2 separate regions of the Capra hircus genome follow, and region 2 is linked to region 1. The links are chromatin contacts, called in public Hi-C maps. All regions are on one chromosome and are shown on one strand. Each heading gives the region's core, a stretch centred on a gene start, on an enhancer-like site or on the middle of the called end of the contact. The rest is flanking DNA. Distances are from core to core; before and after follow the strand shown.

Region 1 (4,883 bases), core at 1,160-3,659:
GATGCAGGGCAGGGGGCAGACCCCTGCACGCTGGTCAACCTGCATCCGGCCCTCACTGCACCCCCACCCCGAGGGTGCTGGGCCTCTCCGGCTCCCACCTTCCATCCTTCCCTCCCCCCAGCCCCCCTGGTACTTCCAGCTCTTCCTGCTGGTGTCCCATACCCCCAGCATCCTTCAGGAAGCCCATTCCTGTTCCCAGAGGCGCTGCTGGAGGCATCTGGGGCAACATTAGGGTGTGAGGGGGGAGCTTGGCTCTGGGCCTGACATTCCCCCGGCCCAGAAGGCAGGTGCTGGGGAAGTGACTTCAGAGGCGACTGCTGGGGGATGGGGGGGGGGCGGCGTGCACGTCTCGCTGGCTTCTAGTGGCCCCTCCTACCCATCGGGCAGGGGGCTGGACACAGATTTCTTCCTGCCCGGCCGCAGCCTCATAGACCAACCAGCAGTTCCTGGTCTGGAGGCACCAGAGTTCTCCAACCTCCACGTTCAGGTCCAGGGAGGCCCACCCCAAGGGGATGGGGAATCCCCCTGAGGCCTAGGACCACCCTGGGAATTCACTAACAGGAAGTAGCTCAGGAAGTGCTTTAGGTCATTTGATTCCCACAATAACCCTGGGAGTCAGGAACTGTAGTCCCCATTTCACAGATGAGACTAACAGAGGTGAAGTCATTGGGCCTGTTGCTCCCCCCCCCCCAGGACCAGCAGGTGTTCTGAATTTATTTGGTTTGGCCAGGAAGGAGGGTGCCGGGGTGGGGGGAGAATTGAGTCCTGCAGAGTGTGGCTGGAGGGGCGGGGGCTGAGTGATGAGCCTCCCACCCCCTTTCCTGTTTGTTCCACTGGCTGTTCATTATGCTACTTCCTTCCACAGGATGCCAGAGGCCTTGGATGGGCCCCAGGGGTCCCCAGCAACACTCAGCATGGACCGTGCTGTCGGCAGCTGGCGGTTGTGTGTGTGTGCGTGTAGTTGTGTACAGGTGAGTGTGCAGGACTCCCTTGCATTCACCAGAATACAAGTGCCATGGAGGTGTCTGCAGCTGTGTTCTCAAGGGTCTAGAACCGGGCTTGGCTCGTAACAGGTGCCCATTAAATGTTCATGGGATGACTGAATGAATGAATGAGCCCACAGGTTCCCAGGGAGCAGCGGGTCTTCACCCAGAGGCAGGGTGACAACTTAGGTCTCCGTCCCTCTGCAGGGGGCAGAGGTGGTGGCAGTCCTGGCCCAGGAGATGCGCTGGGGATGGCCACGCCAGCATCACGATGACCCCCCTTTGCTGGCGGCTCCTCAGCCTGGGGAACTTGCTCACCTGGAAGATCCTAGAGCAGGGGCTGGAGGAGTCTCTGCCCTAGAACAGGCACAATTGGGGTCGGTGGAGGGAGGCTCTGCTACACAGGCCTGGAACATTCCAGGCTGGCAGCACTCGGCCTTTCCTGCTACCATCGGCCACCTGCAGCTGAGAGGAGAGCTGGAAGTCCTGCCATCCGGGAATGGACTCAGCTCAGGAGGTTCAGGGCCCGTGTGTGAGCGCGCATGTGTGTGTGTGCGCGCACAGGGCTGACATGCAGAGGAACTCACCTATGCTAGCCATGCTAGTTACTAGAACACTGAAGTATTTCTCTTCCGGTGGAGGCAGTCAGGCCCCTAGGCCTGCTCCCAGAAGACCTGCACCGCCTGCCAGTCCACACAGAAGGGCCCTATTCTGACCCTGGTGATGGCTATGTCACACAGCATCCAGCCTTCTGGACACTTCCTGGGCACCACCGTTGGCTCCCCCAAACCCAGACAGCAAACTGGTGCCCACCTAGGCCTCCTACCTGGCCCCCGGGAGCCGTGAGCTGGCACTGCCCAGGAGCTCAGCACCCAGGCACTGTGGGGGCCCTTTGTGGCCAGTCCCCCGCATAGCATGCCCCCCAGCCCGGGCATCAGTGGGGGTGATGGCAGCCTGGGGGTGGCCCTGCCCCCGCAGAAGGTCTGGCAGCCCCTCAGCTGGCCCAGCTTCTGGGGAGGGAGGCAGGAGGCCAGAGCCCAGGGTCCCTGCACACAGATGACCGGCTCTCGGGGCCAGCTGGGCATGAGAGAAGCCGGTTTATAGTCCTTCCTCATGGAACTTCATGGGCCTGGGGGCAGCAGGGTGGAGCAGGAGGTGGAGAAACTGGGTCCTGCAAGGAGGCAGGAGTGAGGCTCAGTGCTATGGTGACGGGGTTTTGCAACACCACCCTGGGGTCGTCTGGGGAAATCGGGGGGTGGGGGGTGGGGGGTGGGGGCGGGGGTGGAGAGCGGCTGTGGAGGCAGGGGGATGTCCTCAGAGTCCAGCTCCAGGCCGCTCCGGGCCTGGCTCTGGCGCCCTCCAGCTGCCAGGCTCACACATGCCTCACGAGGTGGGCACCCCCCAGGAAGTGGCCCGGCCCGCATCTCTCTGCCGTCATCTCTGTCCTCTCTACGGTATTCACAGACGCGGTTTTGAGCCCGCCCCGACTCACAGGGCCCGTGAGGACAGGCCTGGTAGAACCTTCAACACCCCACCTCCCATCCCCTTCACCCGCCTTGGGAGGAGGCCAAGGTCCCGTTGAAGTCGCTGATCAGGAGCTGCCTCAGGGCTCCCTTGCACCCCCACACCAGCCTCTCGAGACTCCCAGCCTCAGCCCCAGAGCCCGGCCCACCCAGATTTCCCATCGTGTTCTCAGCCAGAGAACGCTGCTCTGCTGCCGTTCTGTGGGGATGGCGCTCTGGGCTTTCTGGGCCGTCCTGGCTCTCCTCTTCTGCCACCCAGGCCCAGGGGATTGAGGAGGAGAGAGGCGCCTGCGGAAGAAAGGAGTTGGAGGCTTCCTAGTGCTCACCTGACTGCTGGCCTCACACTGGTGTCATCCCCAACTCCAGGGGCCTGAGGGTCCTGAGACAGACCCCAGGCAGAGATCCCCGGGGTCTGACACCCTCCTGCCTACTTGTCCCAGGCATCCCGCTGGGCCCTTCCCCCAGCCCCACTGGCATTACTGAAGGGCAGGGAAGTTCTGCCCTATGACCACCTAGACTCTCCCCCCACTGCCTCACAGGGCCCCAGGCTCCTCTGGCCCCGCCTCCTGCAGCCCCTCAGCCTCCATATGGGCCCCACACCCTCTGCCGCCCTGGTCTCAGACAGACAGGATGGATGTCTGCTCAGCTGGGTGCACTAGGAGATGGGCAAAGCCCAGGGAGACAGTTGTCCGCTCTGGTTCAGGGTTCCTGGGAGCCCAGGTGCCTACAGGTTCCGCATCCTTCCTGTGATCTGCACCTGGCGTGACCCTGTCATCCTCCCGACATTCAGATGAGATAAGAGAGGCACCAAGCGGTGAGGAGGTCTGCTGGGGCTGGCGTGGCTCCTGAGCGCCTGAGCGTCCTGTTTGAGCCCAGATCTACCTGACCCATGGACTAAGCCCTTCTCAGGCCAGGGGATGGGTGTCCCCAACCCCCAACCTTGTGCGGTGGAATTGCTGTCTGGGTGCCGAGGGACCACTAAGTTGAACCAGAGCCCATCCCTGCCCCCTTACGGCTCTGAGTCCAGCTGAAGTACCAGATTTTCCTTATCTGGCCAGGAACCACAGCCCTCAGCCAAACACCAAGCCTTGTCTCTTTTCTTAGCCTCTCTCCTCCTGTAAGCCCACCATGGGAGAGGGGTAGCTCATGGGTCCCTTTGCAGAGCAGAGTGATGGTGGTTTAGCCGCTAAGTCGTGTCTGACTCCTCTGCAACTCCAGATGCTTTTGAACTGTGGTGTTGGAGAAGACTCTTGACAGTCTCTTGGACTGTAAGCAGATCCAACCAGTCCATCCTAAAGGAAATCGGTTCTTAATATTCATTGGGAGGACTGATGTTGAAGCTGAAGCGCCAATACTTTGGCCACCTGATGCAAAGAACTGACTCATTTGAACAGACCCTGATGCTGGGAAAGATTGAAGGCAGGAGAAGATGAGGATGACAGAGGATGAGATGGTTGGATGGCATCACCGACTCAATGGACATGAGTTTGAGTAAACTCCAGGAGTTGGCGATGAACAGGAAGGCCTGGTGTGCCGCAGTCCATGGGGTCACAAAGAGTCGGACATGACTGAGAGACTGAACTGACTGAATTGAGCCGTCTTGAATTCTAGATTCTGGCCAGTTGCAGTCTTCCTAGTGGCTAAGCTAAGGAAATCTTGAGAAATTAAAGCTATATGTCTGAACATTTTCCCTGTATTGCTTTGACCACCAGGAAGCTCAAGGTAAAATTATATAGGGTTCAACTGAACAACTAGAGCTCAAGGTTGGCAACTGCTTTCTCTCTGCATTCCAGCCAGACTGATCAAATGTGCTGAGCTGAGAAGGATTCAGAGGCTGCACTGAGGGAGATCAGCTGGAAGCATAGGCCGAGCACATCTGGGCTCAGAGAATGAGACCCGTGATCAGTTAGTGGCGTCTGCTGTGAGCGCAGCCATGGGGAACACACTCTGGGCACACCATGCACTTGCCGTCACCAGGCTGGGCAACTCACACTCGTGTTTATTTCATTCAAGCCTATGCTTCTTCACTGCGGTGCTTGTTGCTCAGTCACTCAGTCGCGTCTGCCTCTGCAGCCCCATGGATTGCAGCACGCTAGGCTTCCCTGTCCTTCACTGTCTCCCAGGATTTGCTCAAACTCATGTCCATTGAGTCGATGATGCTGTGCAACGATGCCATCCTCTGTCTCTCCCTTCTCCTCCCCTCAACCTTTCCCAGCATCAGGGTCTTTTCTAATGAGTTGGCTCTTCGCATCAGTTGGCCAAGGCATTGGAGCTTCTTCATAAATTTATTATTTTCTCTATTGTTTTATATTTTATTATATGTACTTCCTTTGTGGAATGAGGCAGATTATAAAAAAAAAATAAAATAAAATCAGCT
Region 2 (5,164 bases), core at 1,021-3,520, 60 kb after region 1:
AAAATGAGTGCAGAACCCGAAGGCTAGTTCATTTCTACATCACATCACCTAGCTCCATCTGATATATAATAGATGTTAAGTAAACATCTGGGGGGTTATTTAGCCAGATACCTAAAGACTGCAAGAGTATTACCCAAAACTCAGCTAGTCTTTGGTCTAGATGACACGCCCCCCCCAACCCCAAAATGGACAAAGTGTTGCTGGTGGCAGGTGGCGAGTTTTGGCTCTCACAAGATCAGGAGCTTCAGCCAGCCCTCCAAAAACAGTCTCATTCCCAGGCAGGAAGCCAGTCTATCACCTGCCCATCCACATCAGAGCAGATGTCACACAGGGAGGGCTCACTGGGTGCCTGGCGCCTTGCTAAGCGCTGTATACACATTATTGTATTATGTCCTCCCTACCAGGTGGCTCAGTGGTAAGGAATCCGCCTGCCAATGCAGGAGTTGCAAGCTCAATTCCTGGGTTGTCGGGAAGATCCCCTGGAGAAGGAAATGGCAACCTATTCCAGTATTCTTGCCTGGGAAATTCCATGGACAGAGGAGCCTGGCAGGCTACAGTCCACAGGGTCACAAAAGAGAGGGACACAACTTAGCAGCTAAACAACCACCACCACCACCATCGTTGATTACCATCACTATGCCCATTTTACCAATGAGGAAACTGAAGCATGAAAAGTGACTGGAACCCGAATCAATGTGGTCCCAACGCCTTGACCACCGAACTAGCTACTAGGGCCCAACACAGAACACCCACCGCCACAGGGACAGAAACCTCCAGCCCAAGAAGGAATTGGCATGCAGCAAGCGCCCTAGGCTCTGAGCTTGACTTTGGGCCCAACGTTTGGTGGGGTTTTCCCTTGTCTTCCCCACTCACCCAGATAAGAACTTGTCCCCTAGCTTCCGCCAGGGGCCTCCCAAGCCTCCTCACCTGGAAAAGCCCTGGGACGGGGCGGGGCGGGGGGTGGGGGGGGCGGCGCGATGGGCAAAGTCCCCGCTGAGTTTCCCACCCCACGTCTTACTGGGCTCTCACAGGTGTGGGGAAGGGAAGGCTGAGACCTCCCAGACTTGGGTCACCACGCCCCCTCCGCTCTCCAGCTTTCCCAGGCCTGTGAGTTCAAGTCCCATCGGAGGAACGAGTGAGACCCTTAAAGCAATGCGCTTCAAGCTCACAGAGAGCCCGCTTTGCCCAGTGCCACTCTGCAGGGAAACAGACTAGTCTGGGTGACGCGATCTGAAATACCTGTTGCAGTCCGCTCTCGCTTTCACTTGCCGGCCTCACCTTCCGAGGGTTCCTAGCGAGAAAGGGCAGTGGAGTCCACCTGGGTCCAGCCCCTCCTTGTACTGGAACCGAGAGGTCCAAAGCCGGTTAATCGGGGGGCGAGGGGGACGCGCCTGGGGTCACACAGCTGGTGCGCGGCGGAGGCAGAGAACTGGGAGGCGGGTGGCGGTCAGGACTTGGGAACTTAAGCTCCTTCTCAATCAACCACCAGCTTGCCTGCGCGGCCCGACCTGTCACTTGTTCCGAGAAAGCTGCCCCGAGCGGGCTCTGGAAATTGGGGGCGAAGACTAACCTTGCTCCTGGTTTGCCGGAGGGCCTCCCCCACCCACTTCTCACCTGCCGCCTCTGCTCTTTTTTTTTTTTTAGCTCGGCGCTGCAAGCTCAAGAGTCGCCCGCTTGCGCCCCAGTGCTCCGCGTCCCACTGCGCAGCGCGGGGTTCAGTCGCTCGGTCGTCCGTTCCCCTCCCAGCGGTCTTCGGGGAACTCAACGGCCTCGGCCTGGCCCCGCCCCCTCCAGAGGACCCGCCCCCCCGAGCACGCCCCTCGGCCTCCGGACGGGGCCCAAGCCGCGCCTCCAGCTCAGCCTCCAGCTCAGCCTCCAGGCTCTACTGGAACGTGGCTGGGCTCCCAGCCCGATCCGGCTCTGCTCGCCTCGGCCTTCCCCCGCCTCGGGCCCTGTGGCGAGGGGAGCTGCGCCCCTTGCCCCGCCCCGCTTACGGCTCCCCCCAAAAACATTCCCGGTCGGCCCCGCCCCCACGGTCACCCTGGGGATGGGGCCCTCCCTAGGCCTACCCCACTCCACCTCCAGCCGCCGGGCCTTGCCTGGATAAAAAGCTCTCTCTGGCCCAGGCCCCGAGCTCCAGCCCAGGCTGGGTGGGAAGCGCCCCGTCTCAGCGCTACCTAACGGTCCCGCCCCCTCCTCAGCCTTCCTCAACATTCCCAGGCTCCTCCCAGGCCGCTGGAAGGTCCTCCCAGCATCCCTGCCTCTGCCTCCCTCGCTCCGGGGCTATATCCCCCCGCCACCAGCCCTCCTAGGAAGAGGCCACTCCCTAGGAACGCCCCTTCCCTCGCTTCACCGCCTGTCTAATCCTGCCCTGCCTTGGCAACCCTAGCCCGGGCAGGCACGCCTCCGGGCGAGGGGAGGGGGGGCCCACACTTGGCATTCCAGGGCGGGTATATCCGGGTGCTACGGGGAACGGCGGCGTGGGAGCGGCTTGCGTTCCAAGTCCGGGCCTCTATCAAGACGTAGCTTGGACCCAGACACGATTTGAAAATACTAACAGCCACCACGGATTGAACTCTCGCCATGGGCCAGGCTCTATGCCAAACTCTGGCTTAAGAAGAGTACTTTACAAGGACTGGCCGTTGAATTCACAAGACTCTGGCCAAGTGTTGCATCCGTTTTACCGATGAGCAACCTGAGGCTCAGAGAAGGGAAGTCAGGGGCCTCCCGAGTCTCACAGGGGTGGTGAGCAGGACCCAGCCCCAGGGCCGTGAATCATAAGGCTTGATGCTGCACCAGCTTGTCTGGACTGGCCCCTGGAGAAGTAGCCCAGGCCAGCCAGCTGCTGAGACAGTTCTAGCAGGCTGCCGGAGGTAAGGGGAGGAGGCTGGGGTGATGAGCTGGGTGGCAGGGAGGGCTTGCTGGTCCATCCCTTGTGAAGGTGGCTTTCTCTCTTGAGAAGAAGTGGCTCAGAGTTAAGATGGGTGGCAAAAGATCTTCAGATGGCTGTGGTACCCCCACTTGCATCCCATCGCCCTCCTTGGGTCCCTGTGTAATGACTAGAGCCATTGACCTGTCTTGCTGACAAAGCTCTTTCTCTCCCATTATCTCACTGACATCTCACAAGAACTTGATTATGCTGGTGTTGCATGGGTGGAGTAGGCTGGGGAGCTGGATCCCTGCCCAGCAAGGTGGTTCCCGAAGCGCAGTCCTCAGACCAGCAGCAGCAGCAGCGGTAGCATCTGGGAACTTGTCAGGAACATGTGTTTGGGGGCCCCATCTCAGATCTACTGATTAAGAAACTCTGAGGTGTGAGCCTAGCAAGTTTGCTTTAACAAGGCTTCAGAGTGATTCTAAGTCACACTCGAGAAACACTGTTCAGCATAAAGGTGAAGTTAGTGTGATGTGAGAATCACAAAGACCAGGGAGGCTCCTGGGAGCCTTGTGACCCAAGGCAAATAAGAAAGGTACTTAATTAACCTCTCTAGACCGAGCCCTTGAAAGGGAAAATCATGGGAACAATCTTGAGGGTGGCTGTTGAGGATTAAATGTGGTAATGCCCATGAAGTATTTGGCCACTCTTAGACACCCTGCCTACTCAATAAATAACTGTTCTCTTTCTAGTAAAAAGTCTCCTTCATAGAATCTCCACATGAAGCTAGAGGAGTGGGTTTGGGGAGTCCTCTAAGCCTAGAAATGCCCCATAGTGTTGTCCTTCCTAGAAGGACCCTGTCTTTCCTGCAGGGGGCCAAGAGCCTAAAAAGCCCTGGGTGATATTGATTCTGCTGGTCCACGGACCACACTTTGAGAATGATGGTGCTATTCTGCCTTGGGCTGGATTCCCACTCCCCACCCTAGCCAATCCGTGAAAAATGGGCATAAACTACCTTCCTTTCCTACCCTGCTCCAGATCCCCTTCCCTCAAGCCAGGAGTGTTGGTGATGGTGATTGGCAGGTGGCTAAACAGCTGGATTCCATCATCCCTCCCTACCCCCTTCCTCAACTGAACTGAACTGAAAATAAAACATGTTCTTCTGCCTTGAGAAATATTCTTTACAACGACCAAGAAGGCCATGCTGAAATTTAGAATTCTTGTACTCTGGAATTCTGTGCGGGAACGTGGCGGTGTGGAGTAAGTTGGCCCTGACCCCAGCCCTCCGTGCCACCCACCCCAGTTCTCTTCCTAGCTCCATCTCTGCCCTGTGTCACAAGTAGCCTAGGATGCTGGCCTGTGAACACCCCAGCCCACAGGCCCAAACTCTGTCTACACAACTTGCCTGCAGCTACCACTAGTCACATCTCTAGGGGTGCATAGGAGGGCATGTTGTCCCCCTGGATGGACCTGGAGAAGTTGCTCATATAAATCCTAAAACTATGCTTGGGCCATTTAGGCAGCAATATCTAGGTTTTTAGATACCTGAAGCATGATAGAGGAGGGGTTGGGGTGCAGGCTCTGGGTAGACACAGGTGGCCTCCTGTCCAGGGCGATGAGTGGCCCTGCCGTTCAGCCTGGTCTTTCAAGCACCTAGCATAATGCCAAGCACACACTAGAAGCTTAAGGTACTGCTGCTGCTGATGCTAAGTCGCTTCAGTCGTGTCCGACTCTGTGCGACCCCGTAGGCGGCAGCCCACCAGGCTCCCCCGTCCCTGGGATTCTCCAGGCAAGAACACTGGAGTGGGTTGCCATTTCCTTCTCCAATGCATGAAAGTGAAAAGTGAAAATGAAGTCGCTCAGTTGTGTCCGACTCTTAGCGACCCCATGGACTGCAGCCTTCCAGGCTCCCCCGTCCATGGGATTTGCCAGGCAAGAGCACTGGAGTGGGGTGACATCGCCTTCAGGGTACAGTCATTGAGTATATGCGTGTCTCAGTTATTTAATGAAATATCAAGTTGGGTTGGTTTTCCAGCATTTCCTTCCAGCTGGAGTCAGCCTTTGTCATAACTTGCCTCGGGCTTTTTCCTGGCGGAGAGCTGAGCCACCTCTAGTGAGAGATTACAGACAGAAATCTTTTGGGAAACCTCCAGTCCATTTCAGAGGTGAATCTGGGAGTTCTGGAGGCAGGAAAAGGAGCAAGAAGAACTACTCTAGAAAGACGTGAGGCAAGCTTTCAGATGACCAGCTTGGAGATAGGGGAGACCGTGATTATGGCAAGACCTCCAAAGG

Evidence for each region. A called contact is a pair of places that touch in the nucleus more often than the background predicts.
Region 2: a Hi-C map of blood shows a contact between it and region 1, with 4 times the contacts expected there. The contact joins the promoter of CD82 here to the enhancer-like site in region 1. A contact is called at or near these places in 3 of 5 Hi-C or Micro-C datasets (all in blood).

What each region holds. Positions count from the first base shown.
Region 1 is chr15:8,297,027-8,301,909 of ARS1.2, forward strand. No RefSeq gene overlaps it. Among named protein-coding and RNA genes, the nearest start is that of CD82, 60 kb to the right of the region's middle. Within about 2 kb of position 2,410, at least 1 of the 5 cell types and tissues checked has an H3K27ac peak or open chromatin away from gene starts, as enhancers often do.
Region 2 is chr15:8,357,299-8,362,462 of ARS1.2, forward strand. It overlaps CD82 (CD82 antigen), which reads right to left and starts at 2,271. Exons shown (of 9, transcript XM_018059211.1): 1 at 2,100-2,271. The coding sequence starts at 2,214.